Linked DNA regions of Triticum aestivum: region 1 is linked to region 2. The links are chromatin contacts, called in public Hi-C maps. All regions are on one chromosome and are shown on one strand. The core of a region is the stretch at or near the end of the contact, and the rest is flanking DNA. Distances in the headings are between cores, read along the strand shown.

What was found. A called contact is a pair of places that touch in the nucleus more often than the background predicts.
Region 1: a contact with region 2 is called in a Hi-C map of leaf, with 6 times the contacts expected there. The contact joins the promoter of LOC123096085 here to the promoter of LOC123096082 in region 2. A contact is called at or near these places in 2 of 5 Hi-C or Micro-C datasets (both in leaf).

Annotation. Positions count from the first base shown.
Region 1 is chr4D:46,570,951-46,576,362 of IWGSC CS RefSeq v2.1, forward strand. LOC123096085 (exocyst complex component SEC3A) reads left to right here and starts at 1,481. Exons shown (of 25, transcript XM_044517684.1): 1 at 1,481-1,788; 2 at 4,709-4,785; 3 at 5,154-5,234; 4 at 5,333-5,400. The coding sequence starts at 1,617.
Region 2 is chr4D:46,250,150-46,255,760 of IWGSC CS RefSeq v2.1, forward strand. LOC123096082 (probable E3 ubiquitin-protein ligase ARI1) reads right to left here and starts at 4,065. Exons shown (of 5, transcript XM_044517682.1): 1 at 3,941-4,065; 2 at 1,937-1,969; 3 at 1,551-1,827. The coding sequence starts at 3,988.

The sequences.
Region 1 (5,412 bases), core at 231-2,730, 320 kb after region 2:
TACATAGTAAGCTAGCCATGCCTATATAAGGCACACATCCATCCATCCACTCCTCACTCACTCTCACTCACGCATGCATCCATGCTCACTCACGGTGGAGCTCTCTCATGCCCATTTGCTAGCTAGCTCACATACACATATGAGACATATACAAAGCCAGATGCTTATGGCACTGAGCTCAGATACAGCTCTAGGAGCAACTCTGTACCAGATATACCAGATATACTCAGACATGCAGGAGTAGGGGTATTATCTCTTCGGAGAGCCCCGAACCTGGGTAAACTAGCGCGTGCTACTCGCATACCCGCTCCCGGTCCTATCAGCAGCAGTCTTACCCTCACACTAAGCCCTTGTGGCATCTGTCGCCTCGCAACCCCCCCCCCCTGAGAACACCACGACACATGGATGCCTGTCGCTCTCTCTTGGTCCCACGCCCTCTCTCTCCGGAAACACCAGCAAGTAACAATGCATCCTTATCCTCACAAGCACCGACTGCTCATCCTTTCTCCTAGCACGTGCTATCCATCTCAAGCTCCCAGCCATGGCAATACAATTGCTCCTCCAGCCAGAAACCACATCCTTTCGCCTACTGCAGGGGCTCAGGGGGTTGGATGGCGGTGGTGAAAAAACGGCGGCGGCCGCCGCCCACCACCGACGCTACGAGCTCTGTTGTTGCAAAAGATCAGATCGATGAAGTCTCGGATTGTAACATCGTCTATGTTTCCGAAACATGGGGAATGTTACAACGAAAACACGACGGTGCAACGATGCGAGCGAGACGATTTTTCTGCAACATGAACTCTATTGCAAAAGTTTCTGAAACATAACTCCTGTTGCAAAAGATTTCTAAAACATAACTCCTGGTATAAAGTTTTTCGCAACATGATCTGTCGCAAAAAGTTTCTGCAACTTAAACTTTGTTGCAAAGGTGGGGAGCGCCGCTCGGCCACTTGATGATGCAGATCCACGGACGCGTAGCACTGCCCAAAATAAATCTGCAACATTACCTCGGTTGCAAAATAGAAAAAGAAAAACTACAACAAAACCTCTGTTGCAAAAGTTCCGCAACTCGAACTCTGTTGCGAACATCCGAAGCGCGACATCATCCTTGTTGCAAAGCTAGGAGCTGGATCCGAGGGCTATCCCATGTTGAATCCAGTGGTTCGCGATGCGACGGATCTTTACGCGTAGCGCTGCCGAAAAAGGGAAACTCTGAAAAAAGTAGAAAAAAAATATGTTATTATGCTTAATTATGGCCAGTTCGCTGATTATCAGGGACTTCCGACCCGAGAGCCTGGTGCCGGACCGGAGACCGAGCGTCGGGGCTGCCCGGTTCCACCGCAAGTCCCACCAAGTCAATCAACCAAACCCAATTCCGACCCGCCTCGCCCGCTCCTCTCTGTCCAAACCCCAAAGCGAAATGTATGTAAACCGTAATAAAAACCCAAAACAACCACCAGAAAATGATTGTTGACCAATAATCACTCCGAGGCGACACCAGCGCAGCAGCACGGTGCCCATCACCAACCTCTCCCCTCCTCTCCCCCCACCACCGCGTCAAGCCCCCCTCCCTCTCCCAGATCGCCGGGAGCCAGGCGCCGGCGAGAGGCGCGCGAATGGCCAAGTCCAGCGCGGACGACGCGGAGCTGCGCCGGGCCTGCGCGGCCGCCGTGGCGGCCTCCGGCGCGCGCGGCGAGGAGGTGTCCTTCTCCATCCGCGTCGCCAAGGGCCGCGGCATCTTCGAGAAGCTCGGCCGCCTCGCCAAGCCCCGCGTCCTCGCGCTCACCAGTCAGTGCTTCCTCCTCCCTCTCCCTCCCCTCCTCTCCCCCCGCGTAGTGGCTGCCGTGCAGCTTACTATATATCGCTGCTTCGATTTTGCTTGTTCTGCGCTGCTGCGGCGAGGGTTTGACCTGGTTGGGGCAGCCTCCAGGCGGCTAGTTCGGTGCTGGTTTCGTTGACTGGAGAGCCTTTGCTTGCTGCTTCACCCAGGGAGTTGTTTGCAGCCGAATCTTGTTCTTCTCAACTGATGACCCATGAGACCGTTGTTATGGTTCGGCATGCGAGAGTTGGGATCTCGGTAGCTTGGATCCAACTGATGATCGTAGCTGGGTTGGTTTGGTTGACCAGGTCACTACACGTCCGCTGGTTTTTAGCTGAATCGGCAGATCCATTTTCTTCACTTGTTTCACGCGGTTATCTCTGAATGTCCAAAATCAGTGAACTTTCTTGCATGTGGCGCTGCAAACCTAAACTAAATATCACTACATGCTGCAAGGGTGCACAATTTGAAAAATAAATACGGAAGCTAGAGCTGCAGCCGATGTTGAAAGTAGCCTACATTCACTAGCCGGATCCATCCAGGGTGCATAAATACGGTAACTTGTCAGCTAGAGCTCTCACCATGCAGAGCTGAGATCAGTGAAGTGCAAATATGGCACCTGGAGACCTAATGCATGGATCGTTTGCACAACTTAGCAATGGAGCAGGTGACCTATAGCTAGAGTTGACCGAGCGAGGTGCTAGAGCTAATTGGGTATATCCTTGTGATGCGGTTGATCAGAGATGACAATGAGCATTCACAACTCATGAGGGCCATCATTGTAGGGCGCAGCCTATCAGGTGCACAAGCCTCGAGCGAATCAGTACACAAATTCATCCAAGGCCATCTGATCCCATCCCACCGTGCTGCCGCATGGGCACTGCTGCTGCCTGCTCTGCAACAGAAATAAGCAAGTTTTTGCACTCAACTTGCAAAAATCTCGATCATTTGGAATGTGCAGTAAGAAGGAACAGAATGGCCATGAGCAGAAAACTAAGTGAACGGAGAGGTCAAACTGACCTAGCAGAAAGGAAAGAAAGGAAAATTTAGAAGAAAACTTCTAAGTCAATCCATGGAAGCAATCCAATAGAAAAGTTCTATATTGGGATCAAACTCACAACGCGTGGATGAAGTGTATCCGTCCATAAAGCCACGAAACAAAAAGCAAAGCATGAAATTTGTGTGAGACCATGGCATTGGAGTAGTACATGCCATCGTTGGTCTTAGGATGCATGGGATTGGATTGCATCAGTAAATTTGTTGATTTGTCATCAACTAGGCCTTGTGCACCTCATGTGTCGCGCTGTTGGAGAGAGACCGCCATAACTTGTCAAAGGACAAATGGTTTAGGACTTAGGAGGTACTTATTTTCTCCCTGTGGATGTACTTAATCGACCCAGGAGTTCTCCAGTTCAGGTTAACCAGGCAGTGTCTTTCAGCAATCTGTAGTTTTCCCATGGATGAACGCTAACATAGGACGTCCCCAAACAGGCCTTGAAAATTTGTGCATGTAACTCAAGGAGCCGGGATATGTTTTTTCACATAGTTTATGTGTTGATCTTTTAGCAGAGATTGCTGGGCTGCTTGTAGGATTGCCAGTAGAGTTTACATTTATGCTTGCTGGGTTGACAAAATTTTATTTTGGGATTGTCAATTCCAATATGTAAATCCATAGCCTACTCAGGAATTTCTTATCTGTAACTGTTTGAAGGGAGACGATGATCTAGATGACTCTGATCCCAGTGGTAATGTCTTCTCCTTTTTTGTCCGAAGCACACTATGAGTGCTCAAATTTTCTTGGATTGGTCCAGTTTCTGCTTGGTGCACTACGCCCTTTGTTGCTACTCAATTGTTGGTGCAAGGAGAGGTTCGCTGCAACACTGATTAATTGGATGGATTGAGGAACATAATCTAAGTGGAATGAATTTTCTTTTGAGAGTTAATCCTTTCCTCCCTGGTTAACTACAGTCAATTATAGTTAGATATGTTCGTCTTCAAGACGCCATAGAGAAAGCAATAACAAACTCGAGAGTCACAAAAAAGCCTAGGGTTCCTCTGCCTCCCGCCGGCACTGGCGTCGGTCCTCCTCGTCTCCGGTGGCCTTAGGGCATGGCGGCTCGGTGGACCCCGGCCCTTGCCGGCAGGAGGGCTTCATTTTTAGACGTTCCTTCGAGTTTTGTTAGGGTTTGTGTCTTGCTCAGGAATACGAGATGGCGGCGGGGCTCCCTGAAGATGGAATAAGGTTCTCCCCGCCTAGGCCCCGTCCTGGTGGTGTGTCTAGCACTGTTGGTGGGCGTGTGGAGGTGTGTCTCCGGCGGATCTGTCCTTGGTGGATTTGCTCGATCTGGTTGTAGTTCGTCTACGTGTGTGTGTCTTCGGGTTGGATCCTTCCGATCTATGCACGGCGGCGGTTGCTGTTCTGGTGCGCTGGTCCTATGGGGCCCTAGCACAACGACTTCCCGACTGTCTACTACAACAAATTTTGCCCGGCTCCGGCGAGGGAGGGGCGATGACGGCGGCGTGCCTTCGGCTCGCTTCAGTGCCTATAGTTGTCGCTAGGTGGTCTACAGATCTGGATGTATTTTTTATTATTTCTGGTGTTCGCTGTACTGTCATGATTGAAGATGAATTGATCGAAAGTTTTCCCGCAAAAAAACCTAGTCAATTATAGTTGTATTTCAGTCACCATTGCCCACCCAAACGATATGTACACAAAGATACATCATTAGCTTCTTCAATGGTGAAGATTTAATATTTTTATTTACCTGCTGTAGCTTGGATGACAATCTATTATGGCTCAATTGTTCTGTGCTAGGAAACTATTAGACAATAACTGTTCTATTATACAAGATGTTACAGCATGTGCTAAACAGTATTAACTTCATGCAGCTAAACATTCGTCAAAAGGCGAGGCAGATAAAGCTTTTCTCCGAGTATTGAAATATTCATCAGGGGCAGTACTCGAGGTTTGTTTCCTATATACTGTAAAATCTTCCCTGTTAATACTTCTCCAGTTTGTAGCAGGAGTTACAACATTGGCTTGTCTAGTGGCATTAATTATGTTAAAGCTTTCACCTACGTAGATATGCGGTTGTCAACCAGATGAAAAAACTGTTTGGATTTGTGTAGTTTTATTGGCTAATGCTGCATATGCACTTCTATATTTCGATCATTGTCTACCTCATGAATCATCATGTCTGCATAACATCCCCACTATCTGAATTTTATATGCATCGTCAACCGTTCAGATAAAGGATTTTCACTACGTTCTGTGGTACTTTTCCTCTGCTTTTCAGTCTCCTGTTAGAAACTTAACCTGATCCTTTCGTTTCAGCCAGCTAAACTTTACAAGTTGAAACATCTTACAAAGGTTGAGGTTATTTCAAGTGACCCTAGTGGTTGCACATTTGTTCTGGTATAGTTCCCCTTGCGTTCTTCTTCTGTGCAGTAGTTAAAGAAGCTATTTGTTAATTGTTATATCCACTTCTAACCATTTAATAAACTGCACTGCAGGGGTTTGATAACCTTAGGAGTCAGACTGTTGCTCCTCCACAATGGACCATGCGAAACATTGATGACAGGTTGTTCCCTAG
Region 2 (5,611 bases), core at 2,815-5,314:
ACCATTTTAAATTTGTTTTTGAGGACGTTGCGCTTACGTGTCTACCATGTCACTTCTGTGTCATAAAAAAATAGCAGTAAAAAGCATAACATATAATGATTTTTTGGGGGAAATGTCTTTTCCAATTTCAAAAATAAAACTAGTACGTTCCATATTATATGTCGCTGCTCTAGTACAACTTTGTACTATTTTTTGGGGGAAATGTCTATTCCAATTTCAAAAATAAAACTAGTCCGTTCCATATTATATGTCGCTGCTCAAGTACAACTTTGTACTCAAGTTGTACTAGAGCAGCGACAATTAATATGGGCTGGAGGGAGTACTAACTTTTAAATTTTGAAATTTCCGGAAAATTTTGAATTTCTTTTGGGGAAATGGTTGTGAGATTAAATTCCACGGGAAATTTGGAGTTCCTCACAATTCTCAAAACTGAAGCCATGTGATTAAAATTTATGACATTTTGTGTACTTTTGAAAAGATTGGACTTTAGAAACCTGAATTTTTTTTAAAAATATATCTATTTTTTTTACAATATGATGAAGGTAATGCAGTAGACACGTGGGCACTGGTGCTGATATAAGGACCAATCCATGTCATGGCCTGTCCAGCCCATGAGAAACCGAGTGCTGGGCCATGGAACACCAAGCCAGGAGCAATTTCCTTCAGCCTGCCCTGCCCAACTATTTGCTTCAAGCTCCGCCGGTGGTGGGCAACATGTCATAAAACCAATTTTCAATGGTCAAAACTGCTTAGGAGTGGTTCAGGGAGTATTTTACCCCATTTTGATACTCGAGGGTTTAGTTTGTCTGGTACTCCCTCCGTTCCAAATTACTTGTCTCAAAAGTGGATAAAAATGGATGTATCTACAACTAAAATATGTCTAGATACATCCACTTTCGTGACAAGTAATTCCGAACGGAGGGAGTATTATGTATAAGATGCTAATTAACGGGGCAACTCTATTATTCCCTTTTTAAGAAATTGAGATCCTCTGGGGCCTACTTTCGAAAGAAAAAAAAAAGTGCACATTCAAATGGACGACGGGTTGCAACCTACACTTTATCCTATCTTATAAATTCTGTGCAACTATATAGGATTTACAAAATGTGCAAGTTGATGTTGCACAAACTCCTTTTTGTACATTTTTAGGACTGATGATAAGCAACTTAGTCAATTAGAAATAAAAATTTCATATGCTATTGAGAAATAGATAATCCATTAACAAAGACAAACCTTTGGAACAACTGCATTTCGCTATAGAGTGAGAAATTTGCTTGGCTAACTCGGGCTAAAGAATTGTGTGTTGACCTTATTATAACTCAATAAAGTACACTGTTGAAATTATTATGCTATGTGATACCATGTAGTATTGTATTTTCAAAAATTTTGCTCCTATGATTTGGATTTGTTATGTCCATACATGAAAATTAAATTGTGCATGTCAAGTGTACCCTCGTTGGTAAAATGCTAGCCCTAAATACTAGCAAAAGATTCTTAGTAAGTTAAACTGTAAAGATACAAGATAAAACATTGTGAAGGGGAAAACTCACAGTCATTGCAGAAATAATGGCCACATTCCATGATGGAGACGGCACCCACAGAGAATTCATCAAAGCACACCATGCAGTTCACCACTCTTGAGGGCAGCGCCTTGCCGTTGATATTCTCCTGAAGCACGATGCCTGCCTCTCTGAACATGCGGTCTCGCCCCTTCCTGTCGAGGTGGTCGTAGATGCAGTCTATCTTCCACCGATGGTGGATGAGGAGAGCACGAGCGTTGTGCTGCTTGACGTTGAGCAAGTTCATTACCATGGATAGATCTTGTTGCTGTAGGTAGAGAACCAAAGAGAATATTGTACATTACTCCTCTGATCACAGTTGGGAGACACGTATAATCTGAACTCCAAGCAGTGCCTAGTATAGTGACTCTAGTTACCTGTGCAGTGGAAAGAGACTCTTGTGTAATTGCCTGCAATAACAGATGGAAGAGTAGTTCAGTAGTGCATCTTCTGATTTACAGTAAAACAGCAGAATAAATATTAGCTAATCCAACTAAAGCAAACCACTCGGGAAAAAATGAGTGTTGAAAACTTAAGACTAGGTTATTGCAACCACAGCAATCCGTCAATCAGCGTCAAGGAGAATTTCTGTATTGTCCAATCAAATTTTACACTGATAAGAAAGAGAGCCCATGCAAGACACAGAGGGAGTCTGCTCGAGTGAAAGCTCGTTTTATGATTTCTCCAAAATTTCTGTCGAGCCATTTGCCGGGATATTATACAGTAGGATTCATGTGATCCAAAGGGCTTCTATAAGAAGAAAAGAAACTATGTGGACTATTTTGAAATCCAAATTCCTTTGAAAATACCTTGACAGCGAGAGCGAATAGATGAAAATTGTGCTGAACTAAATATCTTACTGCCAAGACTAAAAATCAAACCATCTATTAGTATATTGTCGTTAACGATGCCCTCCACTTTTATCAGTAAATAAACCTGCATCGCATTTGAATTCAGAAACCAGTGGGCGCAATAAAACCATACCACAATCCCCCATCGGAAGCCGATCTGGCAAGAGTTTATGGAAGCCTCAACATTAACCCCACCGATTAGGTAATAAAACAGAGATTCCGCGCAAACCCCAGGACCCTAATTTGTTCGCCTTCGATTTTCTTCTTCTCTTGGATCGATTCGGTAAAGATTCAATCGGGCAGTAACCGAGGGCGCAATGGGCGGCGTTGGTCGATGGGCTTACTTACCCAGCAATCGGCGGGGCGATCCGGCATCGGCGTGTCGTCCTCGAACAGGCCGTCCTCGTCGGCCTCCATAGCCTCCTCCTCCTCCTCCTCGTCTTCGTCGTAGTCATACTCGTAGTCGTAGCAATCGTCGTCGCTGGCCATGGCGGGCGAGCCCGCCGCCGGCGCCGAGGGGTTTTGGATTCGTCAACGGGGCGCGCGGGGATGGCGGCGAGGCGAGGCGAGGCGGAGCTTGGCTGGCGAGGGTTTGGAGGCCGCGGGCTTAGCGCGATGATCTGATCGGCAACATATAGATTTTGCTTGGATTAGGACTCCGCTGGGCGCTCGGCGGGCGTCGCCTCGTGCGGATGCCGTTGTGTTCAAGATCCTCGTTCGCTCCGGTCACAAAATTACGTACTAGTAAGTACTCCTTTTTCTTTGGCGGCTGCTACGAATCAGCCGGATGATTTGCTAGAAAATCATCCGGCTAACTAGCCGTCCGATCTGGTGTTGAGTCGTTGGATCCATCCCCTCATAGCTGTTGGACCGGTCAACGCATTAGCATGGTCCTTCTCCTCTCATTGCAACCGCAGTGAAGAAACACAATCACGTCGTCGTGGGGAAGCAGCACCACCCCGGCTCGTAGCAGGAACTGCGTCCCCTCGCTGCTAGCGCAGAGATGCTCCACAGACGAGCGCCGGCGATGCTTCACTAGAGCACCACAACAGCGCGGCGGTGATCCATCGCAACAGCCCGGTAGCCGCCGCACTGCTTCATTGGAGCACCACCGCCGGCGCGACAATGCTCCGTCGCAACACCCCGACGCCCGTCGTCTGCTTCATCGCAGCGTCACCGCCGGCGCAGCCGTGCTTCATGGCAGCACCCCGACGACCGCCGCGTGCTTCATTGTAGCGCCGCCGTGACCGCCGCCACGACCGCCGCATGCTTCACTGCAGTGCCACCGCTGGTGTGGCGATGCTCCGCCGCAACACCCCGACGACCGCCGCAAGCTTCACTGCAGCGCCACCGTCGGCGCGGCCGTGCACCATCGCAGCACCTGACGCTGCGCCGGCGGCTTCACTGCAGCGCTCCCCTCTGCAGCAGTGAGATCCACAAGTATCGGTACGACGGCGAGACGCGAGCTGCCGGAGCGGAGAAGCGCTGGGTACGAGATGAATGAGCGGAGGGAGGTAGGGGATGAAGCACCTGACGCAGCGCCGGCGGCTTCACTGCAGCAGCAAGATCCACGAGCATCGGTGCGACGATGAGAGACAAGCTGCCAGAACGAAGAAGCGTTGGGTGCGAGATGCACGAGCGGAGGGAGGTAGGGGATGAAGCAGAGAAGGAAAATGTGTGGCTCATGTGAAAGGATAAGGAGAAGTGGAGAGAACGGTGTGTGGGGCCCAGCGTGACGCGTGTCAAGCGAAGGGAGCGGTTTACGCGCGGAAGAAATCATCCGGCTGAAAACAAAGGTTTTCCTTTCCTTTTTCTTTCTCTCTCTCTCAAAAAAGTACTCCTTTTCTTTGTTGCTTTTTGTGGGCTGACGCTAGGCGCCGGTGGATAGGTGGCAGATCAGATCGGTGGCCTCTCCAGCCACACGATCTGGCCCCTTCTAATGGTCTGATTTTATATTTTTGCGAATATTCTAATGGTCTGATTGATTGACGTGCTCCCCAAGCGATTGAACCGCGGCGACTATATCTCGCATTAAGCGAGTCTGTAGAAAGTCTTGCCTTGAGGTTTTCGTGGTTGTTACTAAACCGGCCCATTTTTGTGAGGGGTCGATCCCTGGTCACCGCGAAGATAGCCAGCGCTACTAGCCACCGTGCCTGCCTACCATTCGTGATAAGTTAAAAGGCGCGACCTACTTGAAGCGAGTCAAGCCGTTATTCTCGCCCGGGGGGGGGGGGGGGGGGGGTCTTCTTTTGCTTTTCCGTTTTCTTCTCTCTTTTTTCATTATTTTTGCATTTGTTTCTTTGTTTTTATTTTCTTTTTTCTTTGGTTTATTTTGTTTCTTTTTCGGTTTCCATTTTTTTCTTTGTTTCTCTTGGTTTTCATTCTACATGTTTTGTATATGTCAACAACATTTTTTAATATATGTTTAACATTTTTGTATACACATTTAACATTTTTTATACATGGTCAACATATTTTCTATACATATTTTAAACATTTTGTCAAATGCTTGATTAACATTTTTCGAATACAAGATTAATTTTTTAATACATGATCAATCTTTTTTCTATACACACTTTTAAACTTTTTAAATTCTTGATTAACATTTTTAAATTAACACGAGGTCAACATTTTCTCTAAACACATCTAACTTTTTCAAATGCTTGGTTAATATTTTTTAAATATTTGTTTAACATTTTTTAAATGCTTGATTAACATTTTTATATACATGATCAAAATTTTCCATCAATTTTCAATACATGGTTTTCTATAAACACATTAAAAAAGTAAATGCTTGATTAAGATGTTTTCAAATACTTATTCGACATTTTTTCATATGCTTGATTAACATTTTTATATACATGACCAAAATTTTCCATTATTGTTTAATACATGGTCAATATTTCCCTATACACATTTAACATTTCCCAAATGTTTAATTAACATTTTTTAAACACTTGGTCAACATTTTTTTCAAATGCTTGTTTAACATTTTTAAAATATATGATAAAATTGTTTCATACACATTTTATTTTACTTTTGTACATTTTTCGTACACATCATAAATATTTTCTCTATGTGCATTTAATATTTTTCAAATGTGTGGTCAGAACTTTTAAAATGTTTTATGTAGAGTGTTTTTTTAATATATTTATTTAGAATATTTAGGAGTGTAAACAAAAGTAAAAGAACAAAAAACAA